Regions from separate parts of the Danio rerio genome. Here region 1 is linked to region 2. A link is a contact called in public Micro-C data. All regions are on one chromosome and are shown on one strand. Each heading gives the region's core, a stretch centred on a gene start, on an enhancer-like site or on the middle of the called end of the contact. The rest is flanking DNA. Distances are from core to core; before and after follow the strand shown. Region 1 holds the start of znf648 (zinc finger protein 648). Region 2 holds the start of pik3r6a (phosphoinositide-3-kinase, regulatory subunit 6a).

Region 1 (5,732 bases), core at 1,100-3,599, 130 kb after region 2:
AATTACTGTAATTAAGTAGTTTATCTAAGAAATTGTAATTTACAAAGTAGTTTTAAAAATGTGTACTTTTCCTTTCCCTTGAGTATATTTTTAATGCAGTATCGGTACTTTATTCCACAATTTTTCTTCAACCTGCAGTCACTACTTTATTTCTTTAAATGGTGATTAGTCACAAATCAGTCCTGTGATTCCTTTCCAATCAAATCGCACATATAAAGTAAACTGCATCATACTGAACAACCTGGTGCTTTATAAATGCAGCAAACCTTTTGTTCCAAGATGATGTTCAAAATCTTTACACGCATTGACCCAGAAACTTTTTTATAGACTGCATGTGACTGATAAGAAAATGAAGGTTGTCGACTGTATGATGACTGAAATCACCAAACAGCCTTAATCAATCAGTAGATGGAACGAATGAAGACTGGAAGGAAGGGTCGAATGAAATGAGGACCGAACAAGGAATGGAAGGAAGGACTGAACAAAGAAAGGGCAGAACTAATGAAGGAAGGAAAGATCAAATGGATGAAGGAGGGATTCAAGGAAGGACTCAACAAACTAAGCAAGAAAGGAAGGAAAGAATGAATAAACAACAGGTGAAGGAATGGAGAAATGAAGGAAGAAAGGAATGAAGGAAGGGCTGAACTAATGAAGGAAGGAAGGAGGACTAAATGATTGAAGGAAGGATTCAAGGAAGGACTGAAAAAAGGAAGGAAGGAAAGAAGGAACGAACAAACAAACAAACAAACGGAGGAAGGAATAAAGGAAGGGAGGAACAAAGGAAGGAAGGACCAAATGAATGAAAGAGGGATTCAAGGTAGGACTAAATAAAGTAACTAAGGAAAGGAAGAATCAAATGAACGAAAGAACGAATAAAGGAAGGGAGAAATGAAGGAAGGGAGGAACAAAGGAAGGAACGAAGAAAGGGCCAAACTAATGAAAGAAGAAAGGACCAAATAAATGAAGGAGGGATTCGAGGAAGGACTGAACAAAGTGAGGATGGAAGGAAGGAAAGAAAGAAGGAAGGAAGGAACGAACGAATAAACGGAGGAAAGAACGGGGGAACGAACTGAGAAATGATCAGAGGAATGAATGCAGGAAGGTAGGAATGAAGGAAGAGAGGAATGAAGGAAGGAAGAAATTAAGGAAGGGCCGAACTAATGAAGGAAGGAAGGACCCAAAGAATGAAGGAGGGATTCAAGGAAGGACTGAACAAACTAAGTAATGAAGGAAGGAGAGAATGAACGAACGAAGAAAAGAACAAAGGAAGGACCGAACTAATGAAGGAAGGAAGGACCAAATGAATGAAGGAGGGATTTGAGGAAAGAGTAAACAAAGTAAGGTAGAGGGAAAGAAGGAAGGAAGGAACAAACTGTGGAACAAATGGAGGAATGAACAGAGAAACGAATGCAGGAATGGAGGAACGAAGGAAGGGAGAAATGAAGGAAGGAAGGAACAAATGAATGAAGGAGGGATTCAAGGAAGGACTGAACAAACTTAGTACGTAAGTACGGAAGGAGGGAAGGAATAAACGAATGAAGAAAGGATGAAGGAAGGGCTGAACTAATGAAGGAAGGAGCAAATGAATGGAGGGATTCGAGAAAGTGCTGAACAAAGGACAGAATGAAAGAAAGAATGAACGAACAGAAAAACGAACGCAGGGAGGAATGAATGAAGGAACAAATGAAGCAAGGAACAAAAAAACTAATTAATGAATGAAGAAAGGACAGAACAAACAAACAATGGAAGGAAGGTTGGAAGGAAAGAGCGAATATAGGAAGATCAGTGAATGCGCTACAGAATGTTACGTTTACACATCCCTGCACAAACTGCATGGAAATGCATCAACTTTTTTACAGTGTAATACTCACTATTGTTTTCTTTTATAAGGGCTACTTCCTACTCATACTTGGATTAATATTTACAACAGATACTTTTACTCCACTTACACTTACATTTTTTTAGTACTCTTTCCAATACTGCCTACAATACACACACATGCACACACACAAATGCTATCAATATGGCTGACACCCTTTCTTTAAATTTGATCCAAAAGAAAACTCCACCTAGTGTTGTTCAATAAAACAGCAGGCCTCAGTGTCAGAGTGAACCTTCAGAAGCAAACAGGTGTCTTCTAGCTGATCTACAGCATGTTCTCTTCCTCTCGTATTTCCTCTGACACTTTTTTGTATCTATATGCGACAGGGATCAGGTTGTAAGTTATGTCTGGTATCAGCAGGTTATTCCTGTTCCTAATTCTCTCACTCAATAAGTGAATTAGTAGACATATTTAGACGCTAATTAAATTAACTAAAGCATGTAAAAGACGAACACATCTCTTTGGTCAGTTAAAAACAGCAGAAGTCTTTTGATGATGAGAAAAAATGGTTTTCACACGCTGAAGTGAAAATGTATCGACACTGCTATGAGACCTACTCTTGTACTTGTAAAATATAGGTTGATGAAATATGTAATGATTGCAACAGCCCATTAAACTAGCATAATAGCAAAAAGATAAATCAATACACTGTATTACACTGTGTGAACATGATCCTGGTGGGGTGTTATTGCACCCAAGTATGTATGTGAGGCGTCCCCCGGGAAAATAGCCCATGTGTCTTATGCCTGGAATGGGTGAAGGGGTCAATCAGTGGATCTTTCCTAGCAGCAAATGGTTTTGCTAAACCGCTGACCACTGCAAGGAGACTGTCACACACCCCCAGTGGGACGTAAGTATAACTGCCTTCTGGCTCCTCCTATGGTATCTTAAACGTCTGTGTAAAATCCACCATGAAAAGGAAGTGGATTAATTGCAGTCTTTGAAATCATCATTGGTGTTCTTGGTGCTGCCAAGGTAAGAGACTGTTTACATATATGAGATGGTTCAACATTTTTTGGGTGCACACTCTGTGTGATCTGACGGCTAAGAATAAAGTCTTGTTCTTTGCTGGCTCAAGAGCCAGTGGTTAAAATCAACAAGGTCTACTGGACGGTCTCCCATGGCATAATTTATGTTGGACATCTTTATAGCTAAGCAGCTTAATGTAAGGCAGACAAGAGCTTCTTAGAATTGGTTGTATCTGTAGAGAATAGTAGCTTTATTATGTTATGTTATATTATATTATCTTTTGTATATTTTAAATGATTACATGTTGAAGTCTGATGTTTAAATTATGTCTATACATTTATCTTGTTTTCTAAAATTGAGATCAAGTTTGTGTTGTTTAGATTTTGTATATAAAGCTGTCAACTAAGCTAGTTTCTCTCTTTTTCCAGGCATTGCAAAAAAAAAAAAAAAAAATCCACAGACATCTGATAATTAAGATCAATGCACTAATCTGCAATCATCAAACATGGCCAAAATGAATAACCTGTGGAATACAGAAGCTTTTACAGACAATGCGTACATATCAAAACGAAGTATTAGGAAGATTCTTATCAGGAAGAGGCATTATCTGCCTGCGGAGAACAAGATTTCTGACCCCAACAATAAAATAAATCCGGTTCTACCTATTGAGAAGAACATTAATGCTTCAACTAGTTGTGTAGAAGAGATAACAGTACAAGAGTTGGGATCTCAAATTTCAAGCACTCAATTCTATATTCCTGCAAAATATTCTGAACAATGCTGTGGAACAGACAGAGAACTGGATGAAAAAGAAATAGAGACTGGGTCTGGATCTGACCCCAGTTCCCAACTGAACCACAAGGACTCAGAACCAACCAGCATCCCCCATGTGAAGGTAAAAGAGGAGGTAGACATCACTAAAGCATGTGGCCTGGCAGGAATTCAGCCAGAGACTGAGGCTGAGGAGGATGAATGCGATGTAGAGGGAAACACAGATGACACACCCAAATCTCCAGAGAATCAGCTTTTAAAAAGTCAATTAATGTTCGCCACCATGAAGAAACGAGGGATGGAGGGAGACACCGAAAATCGGCCATACAAGTGCACCTACTGCAACTGGGCTTTCAAAAAGTCCAGCAACCTGCTCAGCCACATCGATACACACCGAGGACTCAAACCGCATGTTTGTGACCTGTGTGGGAAAGCTTACTCGCACCAGGGGACTCTTCAACAGCACAAGCGGCTGCACACGGGCGAAAGGCCGTACCAGTGCCCTTTTTGTGAAAAAAGCTACATTTGGTCTTCTGATTTCCGCAAACACATCCGAACGCACACCGGAGAGAAACCGTATATCTGTGAGGAATGCGGCAAGGACTTTGTGAGATCTTCTGACTTGCGAAAACACGAGCGCAACATGCACACCAACAACAAGCCGTTTCTCTGCAAGCACTGTGGGAAAACTTTTAACAAACCATTGTCCCTTCACCGTCATGAGCGCACACATTTGGGCGAGAGGCCGTTCATCTGTCCAGACTGCGGGAAGGCGTTTGCATTAGCCAGTCGTATGACAGAGCACAGGAAGATTCACAGCGGCGTACGTCCCTACACCTGCACTGTTTGCTCCAAATCTTTCACCAAGTCCTCCAACCTCGCAGAGCATCTCACAGTCCACAGTGGAGTCCGACCACACAAGTGCTCAGAATGTGGAGTGGCATTCGCCATGGCATCCCGACTGGTGCGGCATCAGCGTATTCATAAAGCAGAGCAGTCCTATCCGTGCCAGGACTGTGATCTGTCATTCAGCCACATCACAGCACTCAAGAAGCATCAGAAGAAGCATACTGAAGGCATGATCTTCGTATGTGGACAGTGCAGTAAATCTTTCCACCAGGAATTCCTTCTCAAAGAACACATGCAGAGCCATGCAGACACTGAGACTTGCATTGCCTAAAACCCATTTTGCACTTAGGTAACTGGAGGAGAGTAAGTAAGCCTAGGTTGTTCTCTTTCTTTCACAATTAAGCCTTAACAACATAGTAACATTTAGCTAGGTATTCAAAGCCATTTGTTAGGACCGTAGCTTTCTTTCTTACGCCTTAATAACAAAGTTACATTTAATTTAGTTTAGATAGGACCTGATAGGACCTTGCCATTTATTTATTTATTTTATTTATTTTTGTGGTGTAAAAGTGCAGAAACTTGTAGGGACCACCTTGGTTGTGAATAAATCTGTGTATATTCTGAACAAAAGAAAACCATAAATAAATGAAAAATACGAAATGTTGTTAACATGTTGGTGACCTATATGTAAAATGTTTAAAGGACAATGTCGACCAAGGCTTTTTGGACAATGCAGAACATCTCAGAAATATTGTGATTTCTTTTAGCAGTACAGTATGATTTACACAGTGCTACTTATTTCAATGAAGAAAATTTGTTGTTATTCGCCATATGTTATTACCTTTAACTTTCCCTGACTTTGAATGCATGCAGCAGGTGAATATGTGCATTTGTATCTTGAGACTTAAGGGATGGTGCTGTTTGTACATGTTATATAATGGATCAAACTAATAATAATACTGTTACATTTCATGCAGCTAAAATAACCGACACGAGAACACTATGTTGTTATGGTGTTTCAGTGAAGGAGAATGTCAAAATGTAGTCTTATTTAAGATTCTTGCCTTTGTTTGAAACAGGGGAGATTGTTGTTTTAGAGATTAAATTTTGAATCGTACTTGAGAACATTAAACCTAATACTCAGAGTGCCACGCTTCTGTTAACATCTGCTGCCCGGTCTGCACACTCATGGTAAAAGAAGATGGCATTCATCTTGTCAAATTCCACTGTCCTACTTTTCAACAAGTGTTGTTGGGCTCAT
Region 2 (5,664 bases), core at 3,130-5,629:
TTTTGTTGACCATAAAAAATGAGAAACATGATGTATTGAGAAAAAAACAGCAACATGAAGCTAGGTTAAAACTTGCATTAAAAAATAAGAACAATGTACTTATGTTCATATTGTATTGCACAACACTCAATGTGCTATTGAGGTTGGATGTGGTTAAGATTAGAGATTTTGTGGTATGGGTAGGTTTAATGGTGGTTAAAAGTGTAAGGGATGGGATAACAATATAATTATAAATGCAATTACAGATGTGATTATTATCATGCAGATCATTTTAAGTACAATGTTAAAACATGCATGTACATAAGTGCATTGTACCAAATTATTAATATAAATGTATGTACATAGTAAGGCTACTTAAAATTAAGTGTGACAATGATTTTTAACTAAAGGAAAAAATAAATGAAAAGTTCTACATTGACTACAATAAAGTTAATTATTAATATTTAAATTCCTCTCTCTCTCTCTCTCTCTCTCTCTCTCTCTCTCTCTCTCTCTCTCTCTCTCTCTCTCTATATATATATATATATATATATATATATATATATATATATATATATATATATATATATATATATATATATATATATATTATTGTTAATATTATTACAATAATTAGATTAATATGTTATAATAAAGGGTGAAAATAATATTGATTTTACTTGACATTACTTCTGGTCAGTACTGTATTGTGACTGTTGCTTTTTCCAGTGATTCACATTCTAGATTTGTTCTAGAGCCAAAAATGAAGTGACCAGTAAATCTTTGTTGACCCCGTTTGACCATTCACATTCCTTTAAGGTGTCGCTAAGCAACAGAGAGGTTGAGAAAGGGTTCTCACTCAGAACCACTGGTGCCCAGATTTCAGCAATACCACAAAACAAAACTGAAGGTAAACTGAAATACTTTTTGACTAAAACTATATTACTTACATGTAAACATATTACTTGTATATAAACATTCACCTCGACAAATTAAAACCAATGACAACTTTTTTTTTTTTTTTTTTTTATCACATTTTGTAGATCTTAACTGTCTTGCAGTCACTTTCAATGACACAAAGCCAAAGAGTAACACGGTAAGTCTGGCCGGCTCTTTTAAATTGAGAAAACTGCATGCTTTGAATTGTTTTATTTTCTCCATCGAAAGAACCAGTCTACAATTAAATTCATGTTAATTTATGATGCTTGTTTGTCTGCAGCTAAGAAAATGTAAATTAAGCTATAAAAGCTCTGTTGGTTTGCTATTTATTTGTATTTGCATTTATTTTCAGGAGTTAAAGATTAGGACATGCAGTTTCAAACTGAAAACGCCAGAAAAAACAACTTTCAGTGTGTGTTTGGACAAAGACTTTCGAAGAAAATTTATGGATGTTGAAAGGTGAGCAATCAGTGCTTTTTTATTTTCAGGTTTACAGCCATTAATTCAATTCAATTCAATTCAGCTTTATTTGTATAGCGCTTTTACAATGTAGATTGTGTCAAAGCAGCTTCACATAAATGGTCATAGTAACTGGATCAGGGTAGTTCAGTTTTTAGTATTTAAGTTCAGTTCAGTCTAGCTCAGTTCAGTGTGGTTTAAAGTCATTACTGAGAGTCTAAATACTGAAGAGCAAATTCATCGATGCGTAGCTCAATGATTATACCTTGATTATGATATATATTGGTATGCCTGTTTGGTCTAATTGGTGGCAGCATTGTGCGATCACTTTTGGCGATCCTACATGTGTAATTCAGCCACGGAGTGTTCCCCTCCCCCTTGGGTAGCACGTGGTCTTTGTAGCGTCTTCTCCCTTCGGGGACTGGAACACTTTCACAACGTTTTGTCGTATTTTAAAATCTCTAGACTACAATTAGCTAGGTTAAAGCACATTTATGCCTGCCAATCTAAATTCATTCTATAATTTTCCCATATAATGGTAATTTAGGAGCCTAGGGCACGTTGGAAGGATTTTTCTCATGGCGATGCCTTTACGCTCATGCTATGTTTGACTGATATATAGGCATGACAGATGTACCAGGGTATAGGTGTGACTGTTAAACAAATAGGCATGACAGATCAGCTGCTGTGGTGTTTTCCATACACTCTCCCACTCCTGTCGAAAGACACACATCAGAGTTCCCCCTGAAGTTACTAACATAACCCATGTTCCCCAAAGAGGGAATGGAGGCGTGTGTCTCTTATGTCACAGCAGCTGGATCTCCAGCTTATACCTGAGTGATCGGTTCTTCAGTGGCTAAAGTGTAGCAGCTCGTTCCGTACTGGTTAAATATACTACTAATGAATAATCCGCAGCACCTGTGGAGCTGATCTCATTGGCCCATTTTCTTACTCTTTAGAGTGATTGGTCGTTTATTGATATCCCATTCATGTCTGAAGACACATGTCTACGTTCCCTCTTCTGGGAACAAGGGTTACGTTAGTAGCCAAGATGTTTCTTCTATAATAAATAAATAATAAATAATAAATAAATCTTCATTATGAAGACTGCACTTTTTCATTTATTTGGTATTCAGACTTTGATTTGTGTTGTTTTATATTTTGTAACACAGTATTGAGGTCACTTCATGTCGGGACCCTGGATATTACGTTCAAAAATCCTTAAAGTCAAAGTTCATGACCGAAGATGCTGATGCTGGACTGAGCAAATACATGAGCAAAGGATTGACTCTGTCCATAAACACTTTTGCAGGAATAATCGATTAATGAACAAAGGTGACTATAAAGGCCAGTTCTTGCTTTTTGTTTTGTGTATTGTGTTTTAAACAGTGCACTGTACAGTTGTTTCTCCGTGCAATCAAACGATCAGTTAAGACACTTCACCAAGCAGGTTTTACTGCATTGTGTACTTTTCATTTGTGAATCACAAGTTGATCGTCGATCCAGGAAGTATTTAATCCTGTAACAGATAATTTACTAACACTAATGCTGTCATGGTATTGACTTTCTCAAAGAATTAAAGAAACACCCGATTTTGGGGGAAATAGGCTCATTTTACAAGTTACCTGGAGTTAAACTGTTGAGTTTACTAGTTTTTAATTCATTCCACCAATCTCTTACCATATCAGCTAACAATAAATCATTGAATTGGATTAGACCATTAGTGTATCATTTAAAAGTTTGTGTTATTTTAAAATTATAAGCATTACTCTTCTGTAATTCCATCATGCACTTGGACTGACGGAAAATGAAAATTTATTAAAATATTTTCTATACCAATATTAAGGAGCTCATGCAAAACCCGGAGATAATCCAATGTATGTAAATATGCTGTATATATTTGTAAAGTATTTTTAGTAGTTTCTGTATTTATGCATAAATAAACATAGTACACATGTATATATAATTTAAATAAGTTATAAAAATATATCTTTGATGTGATTAATCATAATTAATAACAGCACGAGTTAAAACCTTTAACGCTTTAACGGTTCAACTTTGTGACTTGTAAAATTAGCAATTTCCAAAAAAGTGGAGTGTTCCTTTAAGAGTTACTTGAATTTGTTTTTACCTTGTTCTCTGTATTAACAGTCAGCCTGTTGCTTAACCGTCTTTTATTAGGCTTTTACATCAATAATTGCTATATTTACAGTATGATACAGTATAATCAAAGAATTATGTGCTAAGGTTATATGTGCACACCATGGAGAAACTGACATTACCATTACCTGACCTTAATGATTTGCACTTCTTTGTTATATATTTAGTTTAATACTTTTATTTTGTGTATTTACATTTATATTTGGAGTGCTCCATGAAAATGACATATTTTTATACCTTAAAAACATTGTTTAAAAATAAAATGCGTGTGAAAAAGTATATTTTTTGTATTGTTTGTGACTGATGTATGCATAGAACAGCACTAATGTTACACAAATGGTTAACAGCTTTGAATGGCTGTGTTGTGCAGTAAGCTGCATGTTTCTTTGAAACAGCTATTATTGGTGTCACTTTGAGCTAACTTCCTTATATGATTATCTGTACAGTTTATGGGTTTATGGGTCATTTTCAGTTCTGACCTCATACCAATAACCAGTCTTCTGTTAAAGAACAAATTGATGTACTTTCAATTATAAAACTAGCCAATCTTATTCAGTTGTACTGTTATTTTAATGGCATTTATTCATGCCGAAACTTTGCACAGTTGTTAATTTGACCGCTGGTTTTGTAAATATTGTGATTTGATTTTGTAAATACCTATGCTAAATAAATGTTTTCATTGTATTATTATAAACTAAAATGTGTTGTTGTTGTTCTATAAATGTCCGCACGATGTCGCCAATGGGTCAGAAACTGCAGTTGAATCGCTGCCGGTGCGCAATGATGTCTAGATATCCCCTGCCGTAGCTATTTTCATCAGCAACGACAACCGCTGGATCATCATCCTTATTTTACCCTGCTCTCTTGCTAAGCATATCTCAGCTAAGTCAGGATTTGTGCATATATTCGGGTTTAGTTATTCATTCATTCCGTGGCGCGTGATGGATGAAAAACGCAGAGCCTCCTGTCAGTACGGATCCCTGGAATGCACGAAATGGAAAACAGATGTGGACCAAACAGGTATCCCTACACCTGGCTGTCATTGTAGCAAAACCTGTCAAAACGTATTGGTGAAAGGTATAGTAGACTACCAAACACTTGCGTTCTCTTTTTTATTAAAGGTTTGAGTAGGTTTAACGCCACAGGTGGAACTTCTGCTCTTGTGGAGATTGAGTTCAGGTAGATGAGGAGGTTGCTGTCGAGATCTGACAAGAGCTGAGTCTCTAGTTTTACCATTAGAAACTTAAACGCTTTACATTAAGATATTATTCCAGGGCCATGTTTTCAATTTAAATTGACTGCATACTGTAAATGTTTGGAATTTGCTTTGAAAATGTTCTAAAAATATAGTTAAAAACAGTTAAAGGACATTTCTGGAAGTATTTAATTTCACAGTAAATATATTTTACTAGAATAAATGTTCTATAATAAAGTATTATTAAATATACTTTTAAACTATAACAATATAACATTTATTTATAATAATAATTATAATTATTTATAATAATAATTATTATTTATAATTATTTATTATTGTGTAATTATATATGTAACGAGCATATAATAGCAAACACAAAATATACAAAAAAAAAAAAACATGCATTGGAAAATATCCAAATGCATGTCAAATGATAATAAAATAAATCCTTCTGGACCATATAAGTCATGGCTTTCTCAGCCAGTACAGGACATGGATTTGAATGTTTTGTTTTTTTTACTTACAGCGTGTTTTAGTCACGTCAGTGTTCCTGTTGTTAATTTGTCAAGCTACTTGCCTTATGACAATGCTTTTTAAACATTGTTAGCAAGCATTTGTAACTTAGATTTCCATTTTAATCAGTTCCTGGGGATACCTATTAATGGATTTGATACACAAGACCATAGGAAAAAGGCAATTTCATAGATGCAAGTTCACATAAATCATGACCACTTGACTCAACTCAACACATGTAGACACATCTATTGTAGACGTGGTCAAGTTCACTTTGGAAATCAAATGGGGGAAAAGGTGATTTAATTAAATGTGATGTGGTTATTGATGTCAGACGGGCTGGTATGATTATTTGAAAAATTGCTGATCTGTTGGTATTTTTTTGCACACAACCATCTCTGGGGTTTACTGAAAAA

What was found. Hi-C and Micro-C count contacts between places; a contact is called where the count stands out from the background.
Region 1: a contact with region 2 is called in a Micro-C map of caudal fin, with 7 times the contacts expected there. The contact joins the promoter of znf648 here to the promoter of pik3r6a in region 2. A contact is called at or near these places in 4 of 18 Hi-C or Micro-C datasets (caudal fin, embryo, hematopoietic stem cells and 1 more) and 1 of 4 datasets of contacts at active chromatin or transcription factors (caudal fin).

What each region holds. Positions count from the first base shown.
Region 1 is chr6:26,289,585-26,295,316 of GRCz12tu, forward strand. It overlaps znf648 (zinc finger protein 648), which reads left to right and starts at 2,350. Exons shown (of 2, transcript XM_021477103.3): 1 at 2,350-2,732; 2 at 3,280-5,732. The coding sequence starts at 3,357. The coding sequence ends at 4,802.
Region 2 is chr6:26,155,686-26,161,349 of GRCz12tu, forward strand. pik3r6a (phosphoinositide-3-kinase, regulatory subunit 6a) reads left to right here and starts at 4,380. Exons shown (of 6, transcript NM_001083008.1): 1 at 4,380-4,557. The coding sequence starts at 4,479. pik3r6 (phosphoinositide-3-kinase regulatory subunit 6) reads left to right here. Exons shown (of 20, transcript XM_073954083.1): 17 at 799-889; 18 at 1,023-1,075; 19 at 1,271-1,377; 20 at 2,550-4,237. The coding sequence ends at 2,703.